2 separate regions of the Sus scrofa genome follow, and region 1 is linked to region 2. Evidence: chromatin contacts called from public Hi-C data. All regions are on one chromosome and are shown on one strand. The core of a region is the stretch at or near the end of the contact, and the rest is flanking DNA. Distances in the headings are between cores, read along the strand shown. Region 1 holds the start of ACBD7 (acyl-CoA-binding domain-containing protein 7). Region 2 holds the start of ITGA8 (integrin alpha-8).

Region 1 (5,665 bases), core at 831-3,330, 610 kb before region 2:
ATGGTCATGTGATACTGGCTCTGTGGAGGAGCAGTGGGTGCTCTGGGATCACAGAGGAGGGAGTAGCAGCAGCCGTGGAAAAAGCCTTCTCAGAGGAGATGGTGCTGAGCTGAGGTGGGGTCAGCACATGGGAGATGGGCAGGGGCAGGAAAGGGGGTTCCAGGCAGCACTGACACCATTATTAGAGTTCAGCACAAAGGCTGGTGGAAATATATTTCTTTATTCCATAAAAGAGGACAGGCATCAACTTTCATCTTGGTAGCAAGAGCCTTGCCTCACAGAGCCCTGGCAGGTGGTAGAGGCCACCCAAGCCCTTGTTGAATGAATGAATGAATGAGTCAGTGGGTATCAGGAGGGTCTGAAAGTTATCATAGGTGAGAAATAGTTTTTTTTTTTTTTTTTTTTTTTTTGGTGTTTTTGCCTTTTCTAGGGCTGCTCCCACAGCATATGGAGGTTCCCAGGCTAGGGGTCTATCAGAGCTGTAGCCACCGGCCTAGGCCAGAGCCACAGCAACTGGGATCGAGCCGGTCTGCACCTATACCACAGCTCACGGCAATGGCAGATCCTTAACCCACTGAGCAAGGGCAGGGATCAAACCCAACCTCATGGTTCTAGTCGGATTCGTTGACCCCGAGCCTCAACGGGAACTCCGACAAACAGTTTTAAAGGTAGAATTATTTACATTTCACTCCAAGCATTCTGGGCCAAAGGGAAGTCTGATAATGTTCCTGGGCTCTGCAGAGCTGGGCTTGCTGCTTTGGGTGAGAAATTTCAGACTCTGCTGAGTGACTCTCCTGGAGCTGAGTCCCACACAGCCCAGCTGAACGGGTGCGGACTTGATTCCTGCGCGAGTGTGCATGAGGTTCTTCAAAACACACTGCCTTAGGGCCTCTCCTCAAACCCTCTCCTGTTTATATTTTTACCACAAGGCCCGACCCCACTGCCTGGTGCAGAAGTGACCTTGGTGTCACTACGGACACTCACATTGGACGCATCCTGCCATACACCCAATGCAGACATTTACAAAAAGTATTTGAGTATTTAGTGATGACAAAACACTCATAATACAAGATCAAAAGAGCCAAACTATATAAACTATAACTACATAAACTATACAAACACGAAATATACACCCACATTCGCACATACACATTTCTCGAACATTCAAGAGAGGGTTACTAGAGTGGTTATCACCTGAGTGAAGGAATTCTTTTCCCCAAATTTCCACCCTGAACATGTATTTCCTCACAGATCAGAAGAACAGTACTTGTGAGTTTATTTTTATCTTTTTAGGGCGCGACCTGCGGCATATGGAAATTCCAAGACTAGGGGTCCAATCGGAGCTACAGCTGCCAGCCTACACGATAAGCCTCAGCGACTCGAGATCCCAGCGGTATCTCCTAGGACCTACACCATAGCTCATAGCAATGCCAGATCCTTAACCCAGTGAGCAAGGCCAGCGATCGAACTTGCGTCCTCATGGATGCTAGTCAGATTCGTTTCCTCTGAGCCACGACGGGAATCCCCGAAAAACAGTGTTTTTAAATTGTGGCTTCACAGATCCTTGCCTGGGAGAGATACTGGACGAACCAAGGAGCAAGTGGAGCGGGTGAGATCGAAACAGCCCTGACCTCCCTCTCCAGGATGGGAGGGTCGGGCGGAGCAGAGCTGGTGTGCTCCCTCCGAGCAGCCTGGCGCAATCCCTCCCCAGGGCGGTGCCTGCTGTGCGTCTAACCACTCCCCAGGGTTCAGAGTTGCCATGGGAAGTGTGGCTCGTCGTCAACAGCTGGTACCCTCGCCAACTACCCGCAATGGGTGCGCTAGCGAAGGGGTGGGCTTGTCTCGGAGTCACCGCCGACGGGATCGAGGATCCCCGGCTGCGGCTGCCCGGGTGCTGAGACCGAGACGTGCCGCATTGCCCGGGGAGGGAGTGACACTGACCCCACGCCCCTCTCGAGAGTTTCTCTCCGGGGAAGTTGCTCCCACCCTGCAGCCTGCACAACCCCAGCTCACCTGCAGGGACATGACGGCTGCACCGGACCCTCCCGGCACTCCAGACGCAGGATTCCCCAGACCCGATGCCCCGCCTCTTCTTAAAGGGAAGCCCGCCTCCGCCCGCCAGCTCCCATTGGCCGCGCTCCCATGCCCCCCCAGCTTCCATTGGTCTCTGGTACGGGAGGGCGGGGCTAGGCGGTGAGTGGCACCCGCCCTGCCCTTCGGGCCCGAGGTCTTCCTCCAGAAACTCGCAGCGCAGGGAGTGCGGGTGGTGTCAGCAGCCAGCTAGGTTGCAACTGGCAAGGCGAGGGGTTGGGAATTTAAATGAGTTCCTCTCCGTCCTTGGAGATTTTTCTGAAGAGGTTGTTCACAGGACATCCAGAGAGATCTCCCCAGGGCATGGACCTCATTTGGGATTCCTTTTCATATATACCTCTGTCCTCTGCATGTTATTCCTGGAAACCTGGACCGTAGAGAGCGTTTATTCAGACCGCCCTTGTCACTCTACCAGTCTCTAGACACAGCGCATCAAGAATGAAAAGGATGGTAGTTCGCGTCTTTTCTCCTCTTTATAAAACAAGGTCCCTTAATTCTGAACACGTGCTGCAACCACCCGAAATTTTCAATTAGGGTAAAATCACAGGACTACTCGCCTCTTCAATTTGAACCCATTCTCCAAGGGAACAGCCCAATGTCACTCCTCCAAATATGCAGCAAATGGGGTTGTGATTCACATTTGATTAAATTTTCAAAGAACTGGAACAGCATTTTTTGGTCATCTGAGGAGAAATCTTTAAGATTTCTTTAATAGAAGCTGGTGACGAAGAAATTGCAAATTCGGTTTTAAGTTACTGATTTGAAATGTCTGACCATACAACACCGTACAGCAATTCAAGGCCTGGAAACTTCTTAGCTTGTTTTTGCATAAAATTACACTTTAAAAATATTTGCTAGGAGTTCCCGTTGTGGCTCAGCGGTAACAAACCTGACTGGTACCCCTAAGGATACAGGTTCGATCCCTGGCCTCGCTCAGTGGGTTAAGGATCCGGCACTGAAGTGAACTGTGGTGTAGATCGCAGTCTCAGCTGGGATAGTGCATTGCTGTGGCTGTGGCCGAGGCCAGCAGGTGTAGCTGTGATTGAATCCCTAGCCTGGGAACAGCCATATGCCTCAGGTGTGGCCCTAAAAAGCAAAATGAATGAATGAATGAATGAAGGGAGGAAGGAAGGAAAGAAAGAGGAAAAAAATGCTACGTTTTCTTGGAAATCCCCCCCTTAAAAATTTTTTTTTCTCCTAGAAAATATTTTCCTGGTTAAATGAATGTTTCCAAAATAAGGAACAAAAAGCAAATGTTAGAAAAATTTACTGGGCAGGATTTTTTTTTTTTTAATTTCCCAGTGATGGGAAACTCACTCTAAGGCACAAAGGAAATGGTAGGTTCTGAACAGTGAGTGCTCTAACAGGGAAGGTCTTTTTTGTCACTGTGTCAGCAGGGAAATACTGCAATGAGGTCCAGAAGCCCTGAGTATCTGCAGCCGAGACATCCTGGCATGACAGTCTTTATAAGAAATCAAGCGGAGGGAAGAGAGAAGCTGCACTGGGCTGTTTTATTCTCTAAGTCTAAAATGTTCTTTTAAGAACGCTTTCCTTTTTTTTCTTTCTTTTTCTTTTCTTTTCTTTCTTTCTTTTTTTTAAGGACTATACCCGAAGCATATGGAAGTTCCCAAGCTAGGGGTTGAATCAGAGCTGCAGCTGCTGGCCTACACCCCAGCCACAGCAACACCAGATCCCAGTGGCATCTGTGACCTACACCACAGCTCACGGCAACGCGGGATCCTTAACCCACTGAGAGAGGCAGAGATCAAACCTGAATCCTCATGGATCCTAGTCAGGTTCGTTACCACTGAGCCACAACAGGAACTCCCAAGAACTCTTTTCAAAACATGTTCTTCTCTTGAGTTGCCATCTCTCAACTGAATGCCAGAGCCAAGGGGGTCCTGTCTCAAGAGCAAAAAGAAAGAAGAGACAGTGGAATCGTTGATGTCTTCTAGCCAACGATAATAATACACTGGGTAGAGGGAAAACGTGGCTTTGTGGAAACTTTAGGGAGTGAGTCGAATTAAACAATCAAGTTCTTTCTTTTTTTTGCTATGTTATTAAATATTGATTATAAACCGGTATGCACACATACACACGTATATATGGGCAGAGGAAGAGGGAGTGAAGGAGACAGTGATTATTGAGGTAAGAGGAAAAACCAAGAGAGCACGGTTAACGAGCAAGAAAGTATGTTAGGTTAGACGAGGGCTGAGCATTAACGTTGTCAAGATCACAGATGACCTAGTGGGAAGTTTCAATGCAGTCGTGGAAGCCAAGCCTGATGAGAGTGGGTTTAGAAGAAAACACAGGGGACAATGTGGAATAGTTAGAATAGTTTGGGGCTCTCCTTTTGCTTATCCCCCCACCTACATCTCACTGTCTTCATCATGAAAGCCTCCCAACTTTGTTCTTCTTCAAGAAGGGTTGACGTCGGCACTTTGCTCTTCCATATACATTTTAACATCCATAAGTCAAGTTCCCTAGAAGAAAACTCTTGAATTTCTCTTGGCATTGCATTGAAACACAACATCAATTTGGGGGTGAGGGATGGCGGGGAGGTTGATTTTTTTTTTTTCTTAATGGCTGCACCTTCAGCATATGGAAATTCCCAGGCAAGGGATCGAATCTGAGCCACTGCTGTGACAACATCAGATTCTTAACCCACTGTGCCAGGCTGGAGATCAAACCCATGCCTTAACAGTGTCCTGAGCCACCACACAGACAATGTGGGACCTTTAATTTCTGCACCACAGTGGGAACTCGAGAGGCTGATATCTTTATGACAAAGATTTACTATTCATAACTCCTACGTATATTTTTCAACTTGGTGTCTTATTATTTTGAGAAAGTGCCCAGGTTTTCCCCAATTAAATATTGTACACATCTTTGATAGATTTATTTCTAAATAACTATATTTTGTGATGATGCTGTAGATGGCATCTTTTAAAAATTTTCATTGTTTATCTGCTTGAAGCTGATAAAGGGAATTTGTTTGTTTGTTTGTTTGGTCTTTTTGTCTTTTAGGGCCACACTCGCAGCATATGGAGGTTCCCAGGCTACAGGTAAAATCGAGCTGTGGCCACTGGCCTATGTCACAGCCACAGCAACTCAGATTCCAAGCAGAGTCTGGGACTTACACCACAGCTCACGGCAGTGCCAGATCCTTAACCCACTAAGCAAGGCCAGGGATCAAACCCACTTCCTCAGGGATACTAGTCGGGTTCGCTAACCAGTGAGCCACGACAGGAACTCCAGGGAATTGATTTTTGTACATTGACTTGATCCAGCAGCCTTGATAAATCTTTTATTTTTCAGTAAATTATTTTGTGTTTTCTCTATAGCAGAGCATTTATGGATGATGACAGCTTCGTTTCTTCCTTTCCACTCCTCACACATTTCTGTTCCTTGCCTCTCTGTACTAGCTGGGGCCTCTCCTATAATAAAAAGCAGGAGTCATAATAATGGACACTCTAATCTGGTTCCTTAAATGTAATGCATTCAGTGTTTCGGCATTAAATGTGATATTTACTGCAGTGGTTTTATTTTGGTAGATATTAAATGTTTTACCAAG
Region 2 (5,357 bases), core at 518-3,017:
TTGCATCCCATACTCCAATATTTTGAAAGAAAATTCTTTCTTTCTGTAAAGAATTAAAGAGCAACATGGACTGATGGCTACGTTGGTAGCAGCTGACTCTTGTCTCTGGAGTTGGGGCACTGGAAATGCCAAGTTTGGTTGCTTCCGCAGATTTGTGCTGTGGAAGCAACTAAACTGTCTCCATTATCAAGGTTAGGGCATAACATTTGTCTTTTCTCCAAAGCATCCACTCCTGGTGAAAATGCTTATCTCAGGATCACAAGGAAACAGAAGGCACTAGGATGCGTTCACATACCCAAGGTCAAAACGCCCTCTTTGGTGTTCACTCAACATTTTCCTCCCCTCCACTCAGGCTTTAAAAAGCTGATTTCTCTAGAAATCAGAAATGTCTCTGATTTCTCACTGCCCACAACACAGATCCGTCAGACAAGCCAAAAGAATACAAAGAAAGTGGGCGAGTGGACTCCCGCACGTTCCTGGCTCTTTGAAACCAAGACCCACAGTTGAGAATGACAAATAATCACTTACTGGTGTTGTCAAAGGGTATCTGCCTGCACTGGGCGGAACCCTCCGCTGGCCAGGGGCAGTAGTAGACAGCTCCCCCTTCCACGATGTCAGGCTGGCTGGTGTTGGCTTTGGGCGCCCCCACCAAGACGCTCGCCCTGCGAAAGGGTTAGAGGAAAGCACTCCTTGAGAATCATCAACTTGAGCCCAGGCGATGCAGTGTCTGGAGCTGCCAGCCGGCCCACCGAGACGTGGGTCGGGGGTCCGGGCAGAAACGTATTTATGACGGGGACCGACTGCCAAACTTGATTTCCTCTTGGAAACCTACGGGCTGCTGAAACCTAGTTTGGAATAGGGTGCAAAGGGTCCCAATTCTTCTCTAGGTGGAGCTCTGTATACAGTGAGTTAAGAGGTGGGGGGTGGGGGGTGGGAAGCAAAGGACAGAGCCCAGCTGCTTGCAGCAGACAGCACTTGCGCCCAGACACTTAATTGTTACAGGCTATGTATAAACAGACCGTGTTGTGGTCGCTGTTTTAACTGGCTTGAGTCTGTAAGGTCCCCTTTTCCCCTTTGCATGATGCTTGAGTCTTTGTCCCAGGAACTCCCCGGGCCATTCGCATTCTAGGCAAGTGTCTCCAGTTCTTAGTTCACAAGGCACATCTAGCAGGGAGAGAAGATGCTGGTGGCGGGAGTCAGAAGGGACCCCAAGTGGGCAGTGGGATGGACTCTCGGAAATCGCCTTCACTGGGCTGCGGGGACAGGCGCGGGTCCCCCGGCAGAGGGTCAGATACCCAGCCTGGGGTGGGGACCATCCACGCACGCCCTGGGGGACTTACGTGCGAGCCGCAGGTATGTGAAAGTCCACCGCGTAGCCGAAGTAGCTGCCCTCGGGGCCGCTGTACACGGTGAGCTTGTCCACGTCCAAGTTGAACGCCTGCGAGACCGGGGACCACAGCATCCCCAGCGCGGCAGAGAAGCAGCAGAGGGGCGCGAGCAGCGGCGCCCGGCTATCCCGGAGACTGCAGCGGGCTCGAGCAGACATCGCCCTCCACCCGGGCGGTGCTCAATGGGCAGGGTGAGTCGAGGATACCGGACGAGAAATTGCAGGCTTGGAGGCTCGCCGGCCCAGATGCCCGCGTCCCGGGTCGGTGCGCGCAGCGTGTCCGCGGTGACAGACCTGGGCGCTGCGCCGCGCGTCCCCAGCCGTCTGCTTGCCGCCTGATCCCGTGGCTCGGGGACTGGCCGAGGGGATCCAATCCCTCCTTTGGCAGCGGGCGAGGGCCCAGCGCGCTCGCGGCGCCTCCTAGCGGCAGATCTGAACACTACGAGCCGGAGTCGGGGACTCAGGGTCGCCCTCGCCCCCGCTGGTGGCCCGCCCCAGGCGCCAGAGTCCAGCCACCAATCTTTCTACTGCAGTGGATCTGAAGAACGATCTGAGCCTCACACAGGACAACTCAAGCCACTGCTTTAGGAAGCAAGGTCCCACCCGCCCTCCAACCCAACGCACTGGGTGAGGGTATGCTCCAGTGTCTCCCAAACGTTAGAATGTGAAAGCATACCTCGCCACGAGAGAGGCAAAAAACCAAAAAACAAAACCCACGGTTTTACATCACGTCTGCCAACCTGAAGGCATCTTTTGCTTGTGTGACTAAGAATTAAAGTTTAAATCCAACAATGCTTTCTCACCTCTGCCTACCTCTTAGCAGAGGTAACTAATAAACAAAGCCATCCTGGAGATTTTATTTAGGGCTTTCTCAAAGGCAGGTGGGTCTTCTTAAATGACTTAGTTCTAAATCCGGTGACCCTGTATCATTGTGATGAAGACTGGCAGAGTTGAGAAGGTTGGAATTTCCAGTTAACCATCAGCAGGGGTGGAAGTGTGGGTTGGATTCTGGAGGAGTTCAAACCAGTTCCAATCCATGGGGGGTTCCTGGTCTCTTTCTGTGTCTTGTGCTTGGGGGAGGGAGCAAAGGATCAGTGGGAGGAGAAGACAGAAGAGAAACCTGGTGAAAAAGCCCTTTGACAGGTGATCTTCCAAGAAAACAGGACTGATGGGGATAGGGAGCAATTAAGTGTTAACCCGGGTAGCGCTGGGGTTAAATAGAAAAGAAGCGCAGAGACAGGAGAGGTGAATAGGTTCCAAAGTATTTTAAGGAGATTTGTTGATAGATTTAAGTAGAAATTTGAATAGGAAGCTTGACTTCAGACATTGTGGGTGGGGTAATTGAGGGAAAGTATTAAAGACAGGAAGGCTGGGATGAAATGCTGGTGCAAGAGATTAGAATAAAATTGTGGGTTAGGAAGCAGTGAGAATTAGGGGTGGACCTCTTGAGAAAGAAGACCTTCATGATAAGACCCTTTTTTTTCTTTTTCTTTTTCTTTTTCGGGCTGCACCCATGACATAGAGAAGTTCCCAGGCTAGGGGTTGATTCAGAATGCCACAGCCACAGCCACCCCAGATCCAAGCTGTGTCGGTGACCTACATCACAGTTCAGGGCAGCATGGGATCCTTAACCCCCTAAGCGAGGCCAGGGATTGAACCAACTGCATCCTCATGGACACCAGTCGGATTCATTTCCACTGATCCACAATGGAATTTCAAAAACTTTTTTTTTTTTTTGTCTTTTTAGGGTCACACCCACAGCATATGGAGGTTCCCAGGCTAGGGGTTTAATCGAGGCTGTTGCCGCCAACCTATGCCACAGCCACAGCAATGCCAGATCATTAACCCACTGAGCGAGGCCAGGGATCGAACCCGCAACCTCATGGCTCCTAGTCCGATTCATTTCCACTGTGCCATGACAGGAAATCCCTAAGAACTTTTTTTTTTCCTTCTTTTTTCTTTTTTGGCCAGGCCGGCATGTGGAAGTTCCAGGCTAGGGATTCAACTCAAGCCACAGCAGTAAACCAAACCACAGCAGTGACGACGCCAGCTCCTTAACCTGCTTCGCCAACAGGAACATTTATTGAGTCAAAGGGAGCTGATTCTACAGCAAAGGCATGACTACCCACTGGGATTCTAAGTGTTCAGTGGAGGATGTGTGTGTGTGTGTGTGTGTGTGTGTGTGTGTGTGTGTGTGTGTGTGTGTGTGTGTGTTGGGGAGAGGCAGTCAGTCATTAGAAGAAAGAGTAAGCAATGCAGCTATTGCCCAAAGGCGCTGGGTGATGGGGACCTCAGCATGATTAACAGAAGGAAGGGAAGCCGGCGGGGGTGGGGTGGGGTGGGGGAAGCTACAATGTTAACCAGTAGAAAGGACCAGAAGATGGATGGCAGAATGAGAGTGACGGTGAGCCCAAGGTGAGTCTGCAGGTATGGAATTAGGAAGGAGAATCACAAAGGTAGTCATGGGGTAAGGAGAGCAGGATGGGAGGTAGATGGTGAGCTAGATGCTGGACCTATTCAGAATGTTACAGGCGTGGGATCCCCCGAGAAGCTGGAAGCATAACTGTGATTCAGAGCAAGGCTCTATGCAGATGGGGGAGTTCCTCCCCAGAAAATCCTCTGCTCCCACTGGAAAGCTCAACTTCCTCATCTCTCTTACACCAGAACCCACTTGCGAGACTGATTTACATTGGATGTTTTAATCTTTGCGCATCTCATCCCTATAAAAAGGGTAAAACCACATAAGCTATCAGAAGATTACCTAGAAAATCATCGCATCTGGATCATTTCCTAACTGGATAGTTCTTTCCCAGACAAGGATTTAAAAGGAGAGGGTAGAAAACTTTTTTCTCAGTCCAAGAGCCCACTTATGTTGGATATTGAAGTCTGCTGCTCCGAATCAGGTTACTATTGTTAATAAAAATGATGTTCCCCCCAGAGAAATTTCAATGAGTAATTGATGTGCAATATACACATAGGAATATGGAGTGCTGTGGAAGACTGTTGAGGCTGAGGGATAACCTCGACTCCATCATTTGCTGACACTGGCAAACTGAAATTTGGAAATTCATCCTATTGCAGGCAAGTCTTAGGTTAGAATGGAGCACCTAAATAGGTGGAAAGTAATAGCATTATTCTAGATGTGCCTTTGGCCTGATTTACTGGGCAGAAGTAGTGTGATATTATAAAATGTTTGGCTTGTGTAAAGCAGCATATCACCAGGGTATCCCCTTTTTGTTACTCTCTTGCCTTGTGATATTTCCAGCATGTTCCTAATCTATTAATTCAAGATGGGGTAGGTGGTAGGTGGAAAAGAAAATTCTGCTTATTGCCACATAATTGGAGACATATTATTTCTTCTAAGACCACACTTATTTTTTTTCAAAGTACGTAATTTTGTTCTTCTATTTCTAATTGAAGGTATGAAATAATTCTGAAGGAATACAGCAATGCCTTCTTTATTTCATCCTCTGCATTTGCCACAACGTGGGAGCTAATCAGTGCTTAATAAAAACTTTTTTGGCTGATGAAGTGGGTGGAGGAACAAGAGGCAGAGGATAGAGAGAGAAATAAGCTGAGGGAAAGAGTCAGATATTCACTTTGGTTCACAATGGGAATGAGTTTTCTTTTTTTTTCTTTTCTTTTCTTTTCTTTTCTCCTTTTTACAGATGCACCCACAGCATATACAAGTTCTTGGCCAGGGTTGGATTAGAACTACAGCTGCAACCTCTGCCACAGCCAAGGCAACACTGAATCTGAGCTGCATCTGTGACCTGTCCCACAGCTTGTGGCAACACTAGATCCTTAAACAACTGAGCGAGGCCAGGGATTAAACCCACATCCTCACAGAGACAAGGTTGGGTCCTTAACCCACGGAGCCACAGCAGGAACCCCAATGAGTGTTTTTCTAGAGGATGACTTTGAAACATCACACTGTGGCAGAATCATCTGGAGAGCTTATTGAAACATA

The links. Hi-C and Micro-C count contacts between places; a contact is called where the count stands out from the background.
Region 1: a contact with region 2 is called in a Hi-C map of epiblast stem cells, with 2.1 times the contacts expected there. The contact joins the promoter of ACBD7 here to the promoter of ITGA8 in region 2.

What each region holds. Positions count from the first base shown.
Region 1 is chr10:46,736,985-46,742,649 of Sscrofa11.1, reverse strand. It overlaps ACBD7 (acyl-CoA-binding domain-containing protein 7), which reads right to left and starts at 2,080. Exons shown (of 4, transcript XM_003357745.4): 1 at 2,014-2,080. The coding sequence starts at 2,025.
Region 2 is chr10:46,129,297-46,134,653 of Sscrofa11.1, reverse strand. It overlaps ITGA8 (integrin alpha-8), which reads right to left and starts at 1,767. Exons shown (of 30, transcript XM_021064834.1): 1 at 1,341-1,767; 2 at 529-662. The coding sequence starts at 1,546.